Linked DNA regions of Triticum aestivum: region 1 is linked to region 2. Evidence: chromatin contacts called from public Hi-C data. All regions are on one chromosome and are shown on one strand. The core of a region is the stretch at or near the end of the contact, and the rest is flanking DNA. Distances in the headings are between cores, read along the strand shown. Region 1 holds the start of LOC123104801 (cyclic nucleotide-gated ion channel 17). Region 2 holds the start of LOC123107704 (low temperature-induced protein lt101.2).

What was found. Hi-C and Micro-C count contacts between places; a contact is called where the count stands out from the background.
Region 1: a contact with region 2 is called in a Hi-C map of leaf, with 4 times the contacts expected there. The contact joins the promoter of LOC123104801 here to the promoter of LOC123107704 in region 2. A contact is called at or near these places in 1 of 5 Hi-C or Micro-C datasets (leaf) and 1 of 1 datasets of contacts at active chromatin or transcription factors (leaf).

What each region holds. Positions count from the first base shown.
Region 1 is chr5A:563,767,942-563,772,013 of IWGSC CS RefSeq v2.1, reverse strand. LOC123104801 (cyclic nucleotide-gated ion channel 17) reads right to left here and starts at 1,634. Exons shown (of 7, transcript XM_044526701.1): 1 at 1,328-1,634; 2 at 126-636. The coding sequence starts at 1,386.
Region 2 is chr5A:563,495,055-563,499,551 of IWGSC CS RefSeq v2.1, reverse strand. LOC123107704 (low temperature-induced protein lt101.2) reads right to left here and starts at 1,871. Exons shown (of 2, transcript XM_044529648.1): 1 at 1,608-1,871; 2 at 1,179-1,467. The coding sequence starts at 1,697. The coding sequence ends at 1,336.

The sequences.
Region 1 (4,072 bases), core at 385-2,884, 270 kb before region 2:
ATAACGAATCAATTTAAGTACGAAAGAATATGGATATTAACACTGAAGCTGGAAAAGTGGAATATACTTAAGGTAGTTGCCATGAAAAATGCGACAAGTGCCGCAACAAGATTCGAGTTATTTACCTGTGGAAGTGGTATGGCTGCAAGTATGTCTATACAGAGATCTGATGTGACGTATCTTCTTTGAATCTTCTTTAGATCCACAATAAGCTCTCCCTTCCCTAGGACTCTGGACTTTGGGTCTACATATGCAGTATGGAACTTTATCGCAATGTTGAGCACATAAAACAAGTCAGCGAGTGTCCGCAGAACGGTCATAGTATTTCTCAATCGTTGGTCCTCGGCAACACACGAAACACCAGTGCTTTGGTCCATGACTCTGACAAATGGCAGGTAGTAGAAGAAAGGGTCGATGAAGAGCGCGAAGAGACAGGCCACCAGGTACACCCTGTTCCATGTCAGCAGCACGCTGCTTCTGGGGTCGAGGATGCGGCTGTGCCATGGCACGTTGCCCTCATTCATCAATTTGAGCTTCTCGAGGGTCTTTGGGTCTATCCTGTTGGCAGCGAATCTGTCGACCCGTCCGGCTTGAAACGGCATCTTGGATTGATCCTGCCTCTCATCGGGAAAGATCCTGAAGACAGAGTAGAAGAGCAACTTAGAGAAGTGCTAAAAACTGCACAACGTCGACATGGTCTGTGGATACTGAGAGCTCCCACAGGAACAGATGACAATAGGAGTTGTTCTCATCTGCAATCTCCTGGTAACTAGGTAGCATCGCAATGACATAATGTTTCATTTTGGTCCTTAATTCCTCGATGCACGGAAACCGGTAGATAAATGAAGTAAGCTGAGTCAAAAATATAGCCTATTTCACTTTTGGTCCTTAATTTCTGGATGCATACAAATGAGTACTAGTAGCAAACAAACATGCATATGCTAGAACATAGGGAAGCAAAATGAGCTCTCACGTTCCTATTCCCAGCTCCAAAACTACCACCACTCCCCAACGTACTGTACGCCTTGTCAAGCCTAAGCAACCAAAACTCGAATTCGGCTGGTTCGATCCCCCGAGGCAGCAACGAAGCAGACGCCGAAGCTAAATCCTGCCAACTCCAACTCACTACAACTTACTCCAACTCAAACCATGGCCAGAATCCTCCTCTCCCCCTAAGTCAACACCTAGTCCAAGCAAAAATAATCTAACGCGGCATCCTCGATCGTCCCAGGAGGGCCGTCCCTCCTCTTCACGGGCAGCGTTCCGGGGAGGCCCCGTGCCGCTAAATCCAGCCGCCCACGAGAGCCGAGAGAACGCGGGCACGCACCTGTTGGTCGTCCGCCGCTGCTGCATCTCCACCCCATCCTGGACCCGGGACCCAAACATGGCGTCCGCCGCCGCCGCTCCTCCGAATCTCGCGCGGCCGGTCAGGGGAGCGGGGCACGGAGAGCGCGGCGAAGCTGCTGGCGCTGCTGCCGGCCGCGGATCGCCACCATGCCACGACGAGCTCGCGCGCGCGGGTCCGGTGATTCGGCGGAGAAAGGCTGTTGCCTTTGCAGTTGTTTCTTTTTTTTTTTTCGGGAGAGGAAAGGTTGGACCGAGCGGACCAGACGACGGCTGCCTGTTCGTTCGTGGAAGTGTCTGCCGAAAGCTCGGGGTGCCCACACGGCCAAAAAATCCCTCACACTGGCAGGTGGGGTCCGATATTTTCATTGCAAGGTCAATCCATCCTTCCCCCTTCAGACCGACACAAATGCATGTCGATTTGGACATTGACACGGTCTCCATGATGTAGCTCTGACCTTTTATTGTTATTGAGATACTCCGACGACTCGAATGAAAATGATTATAAATCACAAAACATTGTTCTATTCGGGTCTATCCATATCGATTTCGCGGCAGCGGTGTTGGTCCGGTTCTTCATGGCGATGGAAGAATGTTTGACCGGCAAGGATCCTAAACCGCCTTACGCACACGACTGGATGGAGTGCTCATTCTTGGACGAGGGGTCTACCCAGGTGGATAGTACCATATGGTTGCAAAGTCTACTTTTGTCAGCGCATCTTGGTTCAAGCCCAACGTCTGGCTCAGTCATCATCATGCACCGCTAGCTTGTCGTGATAGTCCTCTCTCTATGCGTGGGGACTCTGATAAACTTCAGTCTAGGTCAAAATAATTATGAGGATGGTCTTGTGAGAGACAAAGATAGGGTTTGAATGGCAAATTGCACATGCAAAATTAAGTTCGGGAATTCAACTACTTAGTGTTTGTTCGGTTATCCTCACTCTTGCCGGGATCTGTTCAAAATCCTGCAAATCCACGTGGTTTTGAGTTAGCCCGAGTTTGGATCCATGGACTCATCGGTGGAGATCGACGGGGGAGGGGGAAGGCTTTGCCTAAGTCGCCTTGCAAGGGAGGGGGAGAAAAGCATGCATAGAAGGAGGGGCTACACACCGTAATTTTCTCCATTATTATTCAAACAACTCTACCAATAGACACATGTGAATTACGATTGTTCAAAGAGCAGCTTTTTGTCCCAAGCGAGGATCATTACTAAATCATAAGACCAAACAACACACATTTAATCACGAAAACACAAGTAAAACTAGCAATGCCAATATTCGTCAACAAGCTTCTCGCGAAACACTTTGTATATTGAAGAGATTTTTGTTTTGTATGATTCAGAAATTTCTCTCACGCGGTCTACCAGATTTCGTCGACGTGAAATGAGGTAAAAGACGGTTGCAGAATATGTGACCCTAATATCATGGTCGACAAGGTGGTCTTCTTCTTGGAGGAATGAACAACTGCTCCTAAGCATATTCAGGCTTTTCATCCGCCCCCCGACAAGGTCTCCTTGGACTCCTCCTGAGGATGGGTGGGTCAAGGCCAATGCTGACAAGGCAACACTTAAATCGGCGACAGAGGAGGTGATGGTGTTGTCCTTAGGAACCATAGGGCATCTTCATTGCGGGAGCATGACCGTTTTTTCCACCAAAACTAAGCCATAGTTAGCAGACGTCAAGGTGTGTTGCCGAGTGGTGTAGCTAGCCGAAGAGTTGAGCATAGACAATCTAGTGATGGAGACCGACTACCAAGTTGTGGCAGCCAAACTCAATCTAATGCGAGAGACTTTTAGTGTATGGACCTATGATTGAGGAAGTAAGGGGTAGGGGTTGTTGTCCTCTAAAGGAGCCTACAAGGTTCGATGGGTACGACGTTCGGCAAAAGCAGCTCACATTTACGCTAAGGAAGGTTGGGGCAATGTTGTGTAAGACATGGCTGCATGTACCCATTGTTGGGGAACGTAGCATGCAATTTCAAAAAAATTCCTACGATCATGCAAGATATATCTAACTGATGCATAGAAACGAGAGGGGGAGAGTGTGTCCACGTACCCTCATAGACCGAAAGCGGAAGCGTTAGTATAATGTGATTGATGTAGTCGAACGTCTTCGTGATCTAACCGATCTAGTACCGAACGTACGACACCTCCGAGTTCGGCACATGTTCAGCTCTCAATGACGTCCCTCGAACTCTTGATCCAGTAGAGGGTCGAGCGAGAGTTTCATCAACACGACATCATGGTGACGGTGATGGTGATGTGATCCGCGCAGGGCTTCGCCTAAGCACTATGTGAATATGACCGGAGGAGTAAACTGTGGAGAGAGACGCCGTACACAGCTTGGAACAATTGGTGTGTCTCCAAGGGGTGCCCTACCCACGTATATAAAGGAGGGAGAGGAGGAGGCCGGCCACCAGGGGCGCGCCAAGGGGGGGGGTCCTACTAGGACTCCACTCCTAGTAGGATTCGCCCCCCCCCCTTTTCCTTCTCATGGAGGGGGAAAGAGGAAAGGGAGATGGAAGAGGAGAAGGAAAGGGGGGCATGCCCCCTCCCCTAGTCCAATTCGGACTCCCTATGGGAGGGGGTGTTGGAAATATGCCCTAGAGGCAATAATAAAATGGTTATTATTGTATTTCCTTGTTCATGATAATTGTATATTGTTCATGCTAAATTGTATTAACTGGAAACCGTAATACATGTGTGAATACATAGACCACAACATGTCCC
Region 2 (4,497 bases), core at 622-3,121:
ACCCATCCATATGAACAGAGGCTGTTGCGTAGAATGACGGAGGGAATGAGGATTGATTTGGTAGCATGCATATAATCCATTGTTGACTATTATCGGAAGTATCGGTCGGTGGCAAGGCTCTTTAGATGTCGTGGCATCTAAATAGCGAGAGCGGCATCCAACCAAAGTGCGTCAATCAGTGCCGCCGAGCATACATACATACATACATACATACATACTGCTCGCTCCGCCTCAAAATGTAAGACCGCCAGTAAAGCAGCATCCTTGCAGCTCCTCCATCAGGGCCGGCGCCGAGCCGTCCCGCCATCTCCAACTGCTGCTCCTGCTCTAGTAAAGTAGCCGACGACGAGCCGCACCTGCATGGATGCCCCATCCAGCCCATCACATGAGATGAGATGAGATGAGATGAGAAGCAAGCAAACCTCTGCTTCTCTCCAGCCCAGGTGAAGGCGAGACAGCAAGTTCTCCTTTCGGGCTGTCAGCACGTCCACAGCATACCCATGCCGAAACAAAAGCACGTCTCGGCGGCTTGTTTTGGACATTTGACAGCATCTGCTGCCGCGTTTGGTGCGCTTATTACTTAGTACTCCATGATGATGGTTCTAAAACTTCTCTCCTATCCTACTTAAAAAGACAGTTTGATCCTTCCCTACCTCTACATCAGGACGACGTGACATACATCACTCCCTCCTTTTTGATAAGACATTTTGGACAGTCGACACTGAACTGTTTTGTCCTTTGTCCGAATTGTCTAAACGTCTCTCCATTCCACAATGTAATGTAGTGCTTTCTCTATCCACGTACTTTAAATTTGACCGTAAATTTAACTATCAAGACTGATTGTAGCGGGAGCAAAAATTATATCAGTGAAAATTCGTATTCGAAAGAAGTTTTCAATTATATAAATTTTTTTCCGCCGCAGTTGGTCTCATTGGTTAAATTTATGGTCAAAGTTGAACCTCGAAAAACGCGGACGCACTATATTTTGAAATGGAGGAAGTGTATAGGAGTAAAAGGGTTTGGAAACAAGGCATTTGCACCATCAAAAGAGAGACACATTTGACGAGGGGTGGTTACCAGCAACGAAGCATAGAGCACACAAAATCGAGTGGTGGGGAATCCTGGGATCGTAACTCCTGTTTGTTACACAAACCTGCTCACCGACTGGCGTAAACCAGTGGAAAAAATCTTCAGAGCTGAAATTTATTCGGTTGTATGAGAATCACAGGAAGGCACGCCACACAGTGCAGATGGAAACACAAACACACGCCACACACACACACACACACACACACACACGATGTTGATTCGCACGGCATGAGTTGCTACAGGACATCAAGCAAGGGCGTCGTAGTCCTTGCCGCTCTCCTCCGAGGCCGAGCCATGCGCGACGAGCACGTAGATGGCGTAGATGATGCCGGGGATGTAGCCCAGGATGGTGAGCAGCAGACAGATCAAGAACTCCATCTGTTCAAGACAGACAGAAAGAAAGACCAATCAACACTGTTGTTAGTATGCTATATATCAGGATCCAGCATGGATCCATCCATCCAGCCCAGCAGGATCGCCTCGCGGGGGAGAGGAGAGGAAGGGGATGGATTGCTTACGCTGCAGCAGCCGTAGCGGAGGAAGACGCCGAGCGGCGGCAGGATGACGGCGAGCAGGATCTCGACGAAGGTGCAGCTCCGGGACGCCATCGGGGATGGAGATCTCTCTCTCTCTCTCTCTCCCTTCTCTTGCTCTGCTGGTCCGGGGGGTTTGGATTTGGGCCGCGTTGCTCTGTCGGGGAAGGAAGGAAGGACGGAAGGAGACTTTATTACACAAGTTGTGGTGCTGCTGGGCTGCTGGCTGGCTGTGCCGACATGCCATGCCACGCGGATCGACGGCGAAACGGCCACAACGTGCCACCATGCACGGACCCAGAAAATTTATATCACAACACGTGGAGCATTTGAAGTGGCTATTTACATACTACTTGAACGGTGCCCGGTTTCTCCACCCTGTAATTCTGAATTCCGACACAACTAAATAAATTCCGGCTTGAATTCCGATACGACAAACGGTATATGCTGCCTTGTGTTGTGCCGGTGTAAAACGTCCGTGCAAGTGAGCAACACGGCTTTTGGCCGGAAGATCGTACATTTTCTCGTGTCACGTTAATTCGATGGCCGTGTGCACCTACTCACCCGTAGTCACGCATTGTTTTTTCTTTAACATCAGTATAGACACAAGCGCTCATACATACGCATATACACTCATCCCTATAAACGCGTTACACGTATATTCTATCCGTATGAGTATCTCCGACAGAATAAGTCGGCATATCATTTTAAGATTTTACAAAGTCACTATAGGTGCCTCGTAGTCAACGGGAACGTCTCCTCCCACTGAACGCGTATCGCCGAAAATTCTAAAATAAATCCTCAATAAATGCGAGCATCAGGACTTGAACCCTGATGGGCTATGATATCATTGTCCATTTAACCATCCAACTACAGGGCTTTTTCTTGTTTGAGGAATATCACACTTTATTGATCAAGTATAATTAAGATAAAGTGCCTTCCTGATACAACTCGAGGTTACATGAAAAATAGAGTCACCGGAGGACTCACAAAACCTAGTTAGAATATGTGTCGCGACATTCCACAAACAATTTACATGACTAAACAGGTCGATGCGCTTAGTCACGCATTGTTAACAGGTGTCGGCGCATCTTCTCGAGCTGACTAACCGATAAATGTGTCCGTTCTCTTTGTCAGACACACTAATTGTTTGTTGTTGTGTCTCGTGTTAGGTTATGAAGATGCCAAACCGTTAGTCGTGTTTGGTTAGTCAAACCTCTCGCTTTGACCATCATAGTGACGTCTAATAGGAAATCGTGTTGTATGCTACTAGGCCGACGGACCACTTCGTAATTATTTTTTTGGCCCATCCCCCTTTGCTTTCTCCTTTCTCTTCACCCCCCATGGCACCCCCCCCCCCCTCCCCCACTACTCCAAGATCGCATCCATTGGTCGCCACTCGACTGTGCTCTTGGCCAAGTCTTGGCCTGCGTCCATTCCTTGTGAGCAGACAGTTAGGTGTGTGTGAATGATGCGCTCATAGTGCTCACCATGGGCAATAAAAAGGATGGTCTTTAACCTGGGGAAGAGATCATCTCCCAAAACCAAACTGCCTTCATTAAAGGCAGGTTTATAGTGGAGAGTGTGGTAACAGCTCATGAAATTATTCATGATGTTGTGATTAATAAAAAGGAGGGTTTTGACTTTAAGTTGGATTATGAGAAAACCTATGATAGAATTAGTAAAGAATTCTTGATGAAAGTCATGTACCAGAGGAAATTTAGCCCTAAATGGATGAAAAAAATTAAATCCATTCTTTATAAACAGTATGTAGGTGTTAGAATTAATGATTGTAATAGTGATTTTTTGAGATTTATAAAGGGGTAAGACAAGGTGATCCTGCCTCCCCTTTGCTTTTCAACCTGGTAGCTGGTGTTTCTAGCAGAATGCTAAATAAAGATGCTAAAAACAAAATGTTGATTGGGTTGATGCCTAATATTTTTCCTCAAGGAGTAACCAGCCTGGAATATGCAAATGATACTTTGTTATTTTTGGAAAATAACTTGGAATCTACTAAGAACTTAAAATGGTTGCTCTCTTGTTTTGAACAAATGTCTGGCTTGAGAATCAATTTTCATAAGTGTGATCTGGTTCCTATCAATGTCAAGGAGGAAGAAGCCCAGAATGTGGCTCAAGCCCTATCTTGTGCCCTGGGAACTTTCCCCTTGAAATATCTTAGTTTTCCTCTCCATCACTCCAAGCTCAGAAGAGAAGACTTGCAACCTGTGGTTGATAAAGTTCTAAAAAAGTTGCTGGATGGAGAGGAAGGCTATTAGGTTATGAGAAGAAACTAGTGTTGGTCCAATCTTGTTTAGCTAGTATTCCCACTTATTTGATGAGTATGATCAAATTCCCCAAGTGGGCTATTAATCTGATCAACTCACAGATGGCACACTGTTTCTGGGACAACTACGAGGGACACCACAAGTACCATCTAGCTAGTTGGGGGCTACTGACCCAGAAAAAAGCAATATGGTGGTCTGGGGATACCTAACATTGCTGAAATGAATCTAAGCCTGCTAGCTTCTTGGGTATATAAATACTATATGGGAGATCAAAAGATGTGGAAGCAGATTGTTGATTCCAAATACAGAACCAATAATCCCAACATCTTCTCTTGCCCTAATAATAACCCATGTCCTTTCTAGGAAGGGGTTCTCTGGGCTGCTAAAGCAGCCAAGATGGGCTTCCAATGGAAAGTGGGAAATGGGAAGAGAGTAAAATTTTGGGAAGACCATTGGTTTTGGTCTTGCAGCTTAGCAATTCAATTTTGGTAGCTATATAGCATTGCTAATGAACATAATTTGTCTATTGTTGATCTGTGGGATGGGGTTGATCTTAAGATCACCTTTAGGAGATGTGTGGACAGTAGGCT